2 separate regions of the Hordeum vulgare genome follow, and region 1 is linked to region 2. Evidence: chromatin contacts called from public Hi-C data. All regions are on one chromosome and are shown on one strand. The core of a region is the stretch at or near the end of the contact, and the rest is flanking DNA. Distances in the headings are between cores, read along the strand shown. Region 1 has its middle 360 kb from the start of LOC123395751. Region 2 holds the start of LOC123395751.

Region 1 (5,243 bases), core at 2,285-4,784, 360 kb before region 2:
CAACGCCAGTCTACTGGACGTTGCAGCCCTTAGCAGAAACGCCAAGGAGGCTGGCGTTGCACACCCAACCAGAAACGCCAGGCTCCCGGGCGTTTCCTTAGTGCAGTACCCCAAAACAGGATTTTTTCACTGTTTTGATCAACAAACATATTTCATAGAATATAGTTTAAATTGTAAGACCGTAATTCACAGCATAACACCATTCATCAAAACATAACACCATAATTCACAGCATAACACCATTCATCAAAACATAACATCATAATTCAAAGCATAACACCATAATTTAAATCATAAGACTCAGCATAACATCATAGTTCATAGTTCAACAGACGTAGTTCAACAAACAACATAGTTCAACAGAAAACGTAGTTCAACAGACAACATCATAACACTCATAATACGACATAGGTCATAACACTTCACTTCCTCCCTCTCTTTGCAGCCATCTTTCCCTTAGTAACGTAGCCCTCTGGAGTGTTCTGCCAGCCAGGACGTCTGATGTTCCTCGAGCTAGCTCGACGTGTTTCTTCCGTCAGCTGAGTGGGTTGACTTGGCTGTCGAGCATTTTCCATCCGCGAAGCCCCAAACTCAATGAAGTCCGGATCCGCGGCCTCGTTGTTGGACTCATCTTCTTCTTCAATCTCCTCTTCATGTGCTCGGCTAGAAGAAACATGTGCTCGACTCGAAGACGGACGAGCAGAAGAGGCCCGTGGCCGGCTGGCAGACGGATGAGCGGAGGCTGAAGTTCCGGCCAACAGGGATACCCTCCCACATCCAAACCTGTAGGGCCCAGACGAAACCTCCAAGACAGGACGTCGGCTTACTCCTCATGCATGCTCCATCCAACTACAGATTTAATAAAATGAAAATGCATCATATCCCATTGAATAAAATGAAAATGCATGATATTAAGCCATACCTGACGGTACAAGAAGGCTAGTGCCGCCGAACCCCAACTCCACTTCACATCCCAGTCACGAAGAGGATCCAAGAACATCCATGGGGCTGTGTTCCCAGTGTCATCCGGAAACACTACTTGGGTCAAAAGATTCCAGAGATAAGCTCTCGCGAACCTCTCCACAACAGGCGGACTAGCATCCCTTGGCCATCTGTGAAAATGTCTGTGTATCCAAGAGAACAACACACCGGATGGCCTAGGATCCTTCCTAGTTTCATCAATCCATGGCTCGGGTTCAACACCAACCAATGTTGCAACCCGTTGTCGCCACCCGACGGCCCTGACCTTCCCTGTAAGAGCCCTGCCCTCGATAGGAAGCCCGGAGATCATAGCAATATCCTCCAAGGTTATGCTCATCTCACCAAGAGGAAGGTGAAAAGAGTGCGTCTCCGGCCTCCCTCGATCCGTAAGTACTGTTAGGGCCGTGGCGTTCAACCATGGTGGTGTGCTTTTAAAGTTTAGCGCAAATTGAAGAAGATCCATTCTTCTAAAATATGGCTCGTAACGAGGGTCATATACAAGAGTTTCATTGGGGTTGTGCCCCCTCAAACGAAGTAGTTGAGGAACCTAAACAAACAAAGGCATAATTTGTTAATTGACTCAACTTGTCAAAATATAAAAATCATGGAGTATATAAAAATAATCATCAACAAAATCATAATTACCTCTCCTCTTTCAACTAGCACCACACGATGCTTCTGCTCGTAGTAGTCATCTAGACCCGGATATTGATCGGGCCGAAACATCCTACATAATATGAACAAAATTCTTACCGGCCTCTTCGAATAATATAAACTAAACCTAGGCATAAACCTAATGCGGATAATATGAACAAAACCTAGGTTATACATATAGCCACCAAAAACTACATCTACACACCATAAACTACACCTATTAACAATCACAAAATAAATTTTACTTCAAAACATGCGTACACCTAGTGCAAAAAAAATCTACACAAATACAAAATCATTGCAATAATTAATTGGAGGGATTGGAGGAGCTTACCGGCCTCTTCGATTTGCCCCAAAGAACCAACAAAACGGTTGGGGGAGGAGGGAGATCGAAGGGGGGATCTGGAGGAGGAGGGAGAGCTTTTTCGTAGAGAAAGAGGAAGAAAGATCTGGAGGTGGACGAAGGGACGCGGGGCAGTTACTTATGAGGCCTGCAACGCCAGCCTCCTTGGCGTTTCTGCTAAGGGCTGCAACGTCCAGTGGACTGGCGTTGCACATGAGGCCTGCAACGTCCAGTAGACTCGCGTTTGGCATAAGGTCTGCAACGCCACGGCCTATGACGTTTTCAAAAGGGTCAAAACGTGAAATACTTTCGAACCGAGTTCGTTACGTGATGAACTTGCGCCTTAAGGATCAAAACAGTGAAAAAATCATCTTTATGGCCCAGCCTGACGCGGGTTGTTGTAAATTTGACGAACAGAAGCCGTAGATTCTCTCCACGCCTTTTAACGGACGGTCGGTTTGACCACAGGTCCATCAATCACGTGAAACTATGATATGGATATGTGTGCTCGTACTCGTGCTCGTACTCGTACTCGTACTCGGCAAAGGCATCTATACTATCCATCCCTCGGCGGCTCTGTGTGTTGTTGTGCACTTCTGCCGCACGCAAGCGCGCGCATATGGAGCACCAGTATATGCGGCATGTTCTTCCAAGTCCCAACAGTCTCCAGACCTTAAAAAATGGGAAAAGGCACACGCTAGCAGGGCAGGAGACAAAAACGGGGCAGAGACCGAAGAATGTGCAACATGGTTCGGTACCTTTGGTGCGATTGCGGTGGCCGGCCCGGCCCCGCCCCGCCCCGCCCCGGTTTGACCCTTTTCTTCAGTCACCTCACCTCCGGGCGCTCGTCGGTTCCCGTGCGGTTGGCCCAGAGGCCCCGAGCCACAGGTGCCGGCTGCGCATACCAACCCGTCAAACAAGCGCTTGTAAAAGTGCGTTCGGTGCTCATGCTCACATCACACTGGTGTGAGCGTAGCGAGACTCTTCTGGGCGGGCCATTCTGCTTCGTCCCTGCGCCTAAAGCTAAACATGCATCCGCCATTATGCATGCCAGTCTCCTCCTCATCATATTTTTTTTCTTCTTTTTTGCCCAGTTGCAAGTTTTTCTCGTCTTTTTTTCTCCTTCGCTTGCAAGTACTATAGTAATGCTGTAAAAACATGAATGCTTTCCTTTTATTTTCTGAGGCTAAAAAGGTTGTGCCCATGAAATAGGAAAGCAAAGAAAAACTTGTGTTTTTCCCTTGCCCTCTCTCTATATATCCATAGCCTTCGACGTATGTTATCATTTGTGAAGGGTGGCTGTCCTAGGGGTCACGCAGCTATAGAGAGTGAGCAACTTGGTTGTTGGGGGAATTGAAACTCTACTGATAACGATCGAAGTACCAAGTGGAAACGCTATTTGGAAACCACGATGCCTGCTGCCTCGCCACAAGCAGCAACTTTGCTTTGAATCTCTTCCGATTAGCTTACGTATTCAACTGCACGATCCAGCCCCCCATGGGCCCCATCTACAGATGGCCTACGTTTATTCGATCCGGTCAATCCCTGACAGCACATGTGTGGTTGCATGGTCGAAAAACACTATCAAATGCCATGCATGATAGATAGGTGAGACGTCACATCCATGTGGCGACCACAAGAATCTCCCTGTAGAAAGAATACTGGTGCTGCTCCAAATAACATGGTCAAGATGCTGACATGCAGGAGCACAAAAGCAGCTTAGGTAGCCAAGACCAACTCCACCACGCGACCCCATCCAAACGTCCGTTTGGTTCGGATTTTGTCCGTTTAAGAGCAGACAAGGAGTCGTGTCTGGGCCTGTCCTCCGATGCGGTGGCCGTGGCCCAACGCGCGAACGCATCCTTCGGTCGCATCCTGTTCGCCAAGGTCAATATGACGTATATTCATATTTATTACTATTTTAAACAAGTTTGCATGTCCAAATATCAATTCTCTCTAATAAAAATAATTTTACAACCCAATCAAAATTGCCTCGAATAAAATAGTTTTACAACTAAATCGAAATTGTCTTGAATAAAGATAATTAACCAATACATCTATTGGTTTTCAATATGATCCCACATGTGCTCAACCAAGTCATTTTGAAGCTGCAAATGAGTGTGCCAATCACGGGTTTCATGATGGAATAGGGTAAACTGCTCAAACGTGGCCGGTTCTTGGTGCAGGGGCACAACATTTTTACCTTGAAACTCAAATCCTTGGTCAAAAATGGAGTCATCACGCTCGTCCTCGACGATCATGTTGTGCATGATCACACAAGCAGTCATAACCTTCCAGAGCTTCCCTTCATCCCATGTCAATGCAGGGTTTCGAACGATACCCCATCGGAATTGAAGCGCACCAAAAACACGCTCCACACCCTTTCTAGCACTCTCTTGCATTTGGCCAAATCTCTTTCTCTTCTCTCCTTGGGGGTTTGAGATTGTCTTCACAAAAGATGACCACTGAGGATATATACCATCAGCCAGGTAGCATCCCTTGTTGTAGTGGTGGCCATTGATCTCAAAGTTGACAGGTGGAGAGTGGCCTTCTGCAAGCCTAGCGAACACTGGGGAATGCTGCAGCACGTTGATATCATTGTGAGAACCAGCCATGCCGAAGAAAGAATGCCATATCCAAAGATTGTGCGAAGCCACCGCTTCTAATATGATAGTGCACGCTTTCACATGCCCCTTGTACTGGCCCTGCCAAGCAAATGGACAGTTCTTTCACTCCGAGTGCATACAATCTATGTTGTCGAGCATGCCGGAAAGCCTCTATCGGCGTTGATCGCCAACAACCTTTCTATGTCATCGGCATTTGGCTGCCTGAAGTACTCGGGGCCAAACACCACTACCACGGCCTTGCAGAAGTTGTATATTGACAGCAGACATGTGGACTCACTCATGCACACGTACTCATCGACAAGATCGCCTGGAATTCCATATGCAAGCATGCGAATGGCAGATGTGCATTTTTTATAAGAGGAGAATCCAAGCTTGCCAAGGGCATCCGTTTTGCACTCAAAGAATGGGTCATGCTGAACCAATCCCTCACGGATGCGATTGAACACATGCCTTGACATAAGAAAATGGCGATGGAATTTCTCTGGTTTGAAGAGTGCGGTATTCTGAAAGTATTCACCATAGAGCAAGCCGTGGCCTCGCTCTCTCTCTCTCTCTCGTGCGGTTCAGGTTGGGCGCACGGTCAGGCATTGGCTCCCTGTACAGCGGCCGCTGCCTTTTAATGTGGTCATGAACGACTA
Region 2 (4,501 bases), core at 1,565-4,064:
TACGGGGGGTCCTCACGAGACAACGTGTGACCCGTTCTTCTTTGTTCTCAGGAAACTGACCAATGTGATCCTGGGGGCAACACCTGTGCCCGAACGCTTCTTGATTGTTGTTGTCTTCCACGGCTTTCCATCTTGCACAGTACCCGTGGTCGTCGACGTTACGTTGTAGAACTGCATGCAAGTACATCATGATTCAAACCGGGAACCTTGAAATCGATGGATTGAGTTTTTTTTCCTCGGGAAAACTGATAATCTTACACAGCTCAGGATAAAACATTTACCTCACACACACCATGTAATAGCAACCTCTGAAATGGGTCCTGGACATTCAACACAAGCACATCTTTATCAATATTGTCTTCAATGAAGGCCCTAATCCGCTCCTGCAAAAGTGGAGCATGGTTTTTGCAATCTTAAACAACAGCAACATAATAAGATATAGACAAGTATTTTTTTTTCAAGAATAATGTAGTCAAGTATATACTTTCTGCAGAACATCTAAGCTGGCTGCACTACTGAATCCAACAAGTATTAAACAGATATAGATAGAACTTACAAACAGTGAGTAGGACTCCATATGGAAGATCCACAATGCAGTCAACACTTAAAAATATTTTCCTACTCAATCCTAAGCAGAATCAAATTGATCAAAACAGCATGTTCTTTGTTTCATCAAAATAATAGTGCTAAACCGATAACTCATACACAAGCCCATCAGCAGTACATAAACTGAACTTACTAATATAAGGAGTGCATAATTTGTTGGTTTTAATTACTGAACTCAGTTCGACAAAGAATTATCAGATTTCATTTCTTTCCATTTGCATAATTTATTTTATCTATATGTGCTCAGAGTTCCGAAATTACAAACCAAACAGATGAGAGTGGATGAATTATCTTCATGTGCTACATAGCATAACACAACCAAAATATTACTAGGATCATTTTATTTTTACTCCCAAGTCTTGACATCACACATGTTCTAAGCATTTTGACAACAAACAAAAAATATACCAATGTTCAAACAAACTGATTAGGTTTAAAGAAAGTAGGACCAAAAGGCAGAAGGTCATACTTCATATATTTCAAGCAGTTCAGGTAGGAAGTTTCTCTTCATAGCTTCTCTTGTTTGGCAATCTATACGACGCCAAGCATTCAGCACAATTAACTCATCTTCATTCATAAGATTCTTCTGCTTCGCTGATGATTGTTTCATCCGTTGCATAAATCTTGCCTGCAAATAGAGAACTTACCAAGTGTCATGGATCTATTAACAATGCATACATACTAGCAGTATGATAGGCACATTTTATAAGTCTCTGTAGTCTGTACATTTGGGTTTAATATATTGCAGACTAGTGATGGACAACATACATCGGCATGACAGATGCTAACATACCTCAACGTCCATGTCAATGCTCCTGAAGGCATCCCACTCACCAACACTTGTCCTGCAAAATGCTGACAGTGGTGCTTCCTCACCTACATGCAAAAAAATGGTCAAATGCAGCAAACAAATCAGATGTTCGAAACATAACAAATACATGAAAAAAATGTATTGATGCCTATGCCAAATGAGAGCACAACTAAAATGGGAAACTCCGCATAAGCGCTTAGAGGAAAACATGCCACGGAAAGAATCACTACAGATCATTCACACGATGAATCATGAATACAAAGAAATTAGTTAACGCCATAACACTACCAATAAGAAGTTAAAATAAGCATGTTTTAAAGAGAAAAGATGTTTCCTAACAAAATCTAAACCACATACTGCAATTCATGTAGGTTTAAATGGAAAACTAGAATACTCAGTGCAGACTTAGTTAGAAAATCAAATTCTCTGGTCAGGTTGCAAAATGGTGTAACAAATTTGAGCGGCATTGGAGCTCACCAAATGGCGGAGGGGCAAAGAGGCCTTTGATTTCTTCAACATGAAGACGAGGGACAAGCTCAATCAGCAAGCGATCATTCAACCATCTGCGAGACCTCCGGTTACTAACCTGTGAAACATTGTAAACCACCATAACATGCTTAATCATATAGCCTTAGATAATTTTATATTGAAACACATATGTACACGCATAAAAGTATGAGGTCGCATAAAACAGATCAATTTTTTGTTCCCAGTTTGAAGGTTTCACCCCAAGGAGACTAATAATATGGCAAGTCTGTGCTAATTTCAATTGCTTCTCACAAGAATTGCACAAGAAACACCATGATTTAACCAATTAAACTCATATTTCCAACCTTGAAAAAACCATGGCTCGAGCGCTACCTCCCATGACAAGAATCAAAATAGGGAACATCATCGACGGGTCAGGTTCCTCACCTTGGTTGCCATGTCCTCCAGGGCTTCAATCTTCCTCTCGATCATCTGCCCACGTGTCTTGGCGGCAGCTGCATCGCCTGCGTTAACAGGAATAAAATTCCAGGAAAGGAGCACCACATTAGGGAAACTTTGGGCACAGCTAACACCGAGATCCACCAATTTCCAGCGAAAATAATCTACCTTTAGCGGAATCGAACAGGGACTCGTAGAACTCCTCCTCCCTCCGCAACAGATCCGCGCTCGCCATGGTTGAGTGCTTCACGCAAGCTTCTCGCCCTCCCTTCTGGACCTCTAGTTTCTGCCGCGGCGATGGAGGAATCGAGGCTTGGGGTTGGCTGGCTTCCGCTTTTGTTCCGGTTGCGGCTGGCCCTCCTCCGTTCTGTTTCTAGGGTTAGAATTTGGGGGAATCGTGTGCACGTGATTCGTCTTCCGGGCAAGGGAGACGGGGTTGGGCGAGTAACGTTACGCGCGCGTGGGTTACTGGATGAAGGTGGGACCGTACATTTGTGTGGGACCTACGTGTAAGTTGGCGGGGCTGGCTCGGGGACTGGTTGAAGATGAGACGGGCACGGAAGAGATCGAGTGAATATGCGGATGATTGGAACTGGATCTGTGGTGGTGGTTGTCCGCACAGCAGATTCACAAGGTTGCCTGTTTTCGCTTTCAAGAAAAAGTTGCTTGTTTTCTTTTTCACCCGAACAACCGCGCTTCGCGTCGCGCGTAAAAAAACTTGTTTGCCGCACGCGCTTTGGCTGGTTTAGCGCGGCCGCCAACGCTGGCTCCAACAGCCGCGCTAAAATGCAGCGCGCAAAAAATACAGCGCGCGACTCGTCGGGCATTTCACATATGTGGCATTTTGAACACAAAATGAGTTTGAAACATTCATCAAAATGCAATGAACATGTAAAATTTGACACAAACAAGTTGATGAATAAAAGTTCATGACCACAAGTTCAAAATCATGCCCACAAGTTCATCCAACCAAGTTCAAAATGCAAACTAAAGTTCAAGACACAGATGAAAGACACATCAATCCTCTTCCTCGTCTTCGTCCTCATCTTCCGAAGATGATTCTTCCGCCTCCGAAGATGAATCTTCCTCCCTCATCTCATCACGCACCGCATCACGTGAAGCTCCGACGGTGTTGGCAAGATCTTCAACGGCATCTTCATGGGAATGTGTGTGAGGAGGCACATCGAAAGACATTCCGCTCATGGCGGCCGGAGGTGCATCCATGCCTCCCATGAGAGAAGCAAAACTCATGCCTCCCATGGCGGCCATAGCGTCGGGGGGTGCTCCAAAGCCACTGCCTCCCATGACGGCCGGAGGTGCACCCATGCCTCCCATGGCACCTAAACCGCTCATGGTACCTCCGAAGCCACCCATGCCACTCATGCCGCCAAGGCCACCGCCACCCATGCGGAGAGGAGAGAGTGCGGCGCGAGCGCTCGAGTGTGGCGCGCGTGGAAGCGGTTATTGCGCGCCCGCTGGAGCCACCCGCCGGGTTGCGCGCGCGCTAAAATGGCCTAATTTTCGGCGCGGCGCTTGTTTAGCACGGCTGTTGGAGATGCTCTAAATATGTATCCATAGCAAACAAATATGTGGTTGAAAGTATTCTCAACCCATCATAATTTAAATCCTGGTGTTTGCATTATTTCTAGATTTATTTTAGGATTTTCGGTGATGCGTATTCAGTGGAAGGAGATGTTCCCATTGACGACGAGACGCTACGGTAACTTCATAAATCTCAAGATGATATGTCGGTCCAGTCTCTCAAAGATGTTCATAGAGATGAGTGTATACGTGTTTATATGAGTGCTTGCGTCTGTACTGTGTTAAAAAGAAATCTATATCCATGCTAAGTGATGATACTAAGCTCATGTATCCACTCCGCTCCGACGTGGAGCGACAACATTGCTTTGTACCGTATGCATACACTTATCAGGGCCCATGTTCAATGGTAAATTTATTTTCAGGTCGTCCAAAGAGCCCAACTGATAGCAACAAAGCTAAACTACTTCCTCCGTTCTTAAATATAAGTCTTTTAAGAGATTCTACTAGGAGGTTACACGGAATAAAATGAATGAAACGTAACTAAAGTATGTTTATATACATCCGTATGTAGTTTCCTAATGAAATCTTTAAAAAAATTATATTTAGGAACGGAGG

What was found. Hi-C and Micro-C count contacts between places; a contact is called where the count stands out from the background.
Region 1: a Hi-C map of leaf shows a contact between it and region 2, with 3 times the contacts expected there. The contact joins the enhancer-like site here to the promoter of LOC123395751 in region 2. A contact is called at or near these places in 2 of 6 Hi-C or Micro-C datasets (leaf and seedling).

What each region holds. Positions count from the first base shown.
Region 1 is chr5H:276,630,667-276,635,909 of MorexV3_pseudomolecules_assembly, reverse strand. No RefSeq gene overlaps it. Among protein-coding and RNA genes, the nearest start is that of LOC123395751, 360 kb to the right of the region's middle. Within about 2 kb of position 3,534, at least 3 of the 3 cell types and tissues checked have open chromatin away from gene starts, as enhancers often do. A contact at or near this core is called in leaf and seedling, where this site is marked.
Region 2 is chr5H:276,268,413-276,272,913 of MorexV3_pseudomolecules_assembly, reverse strand. It overlaps LOC123395751, which reads right to left and starts at 2,814. Exons shown (of 7, transcript XM_045090783.1): 1 at 2,513-2,814; 2 at 2,333-2,409; 3 at 1,895-2,003; 4 at 1,400-1,482; 5 at 1,076-1,234; 6 at 282-383; 7 at 1-171. The coding sequence starts at 2,579. The coding sequence ends at 13.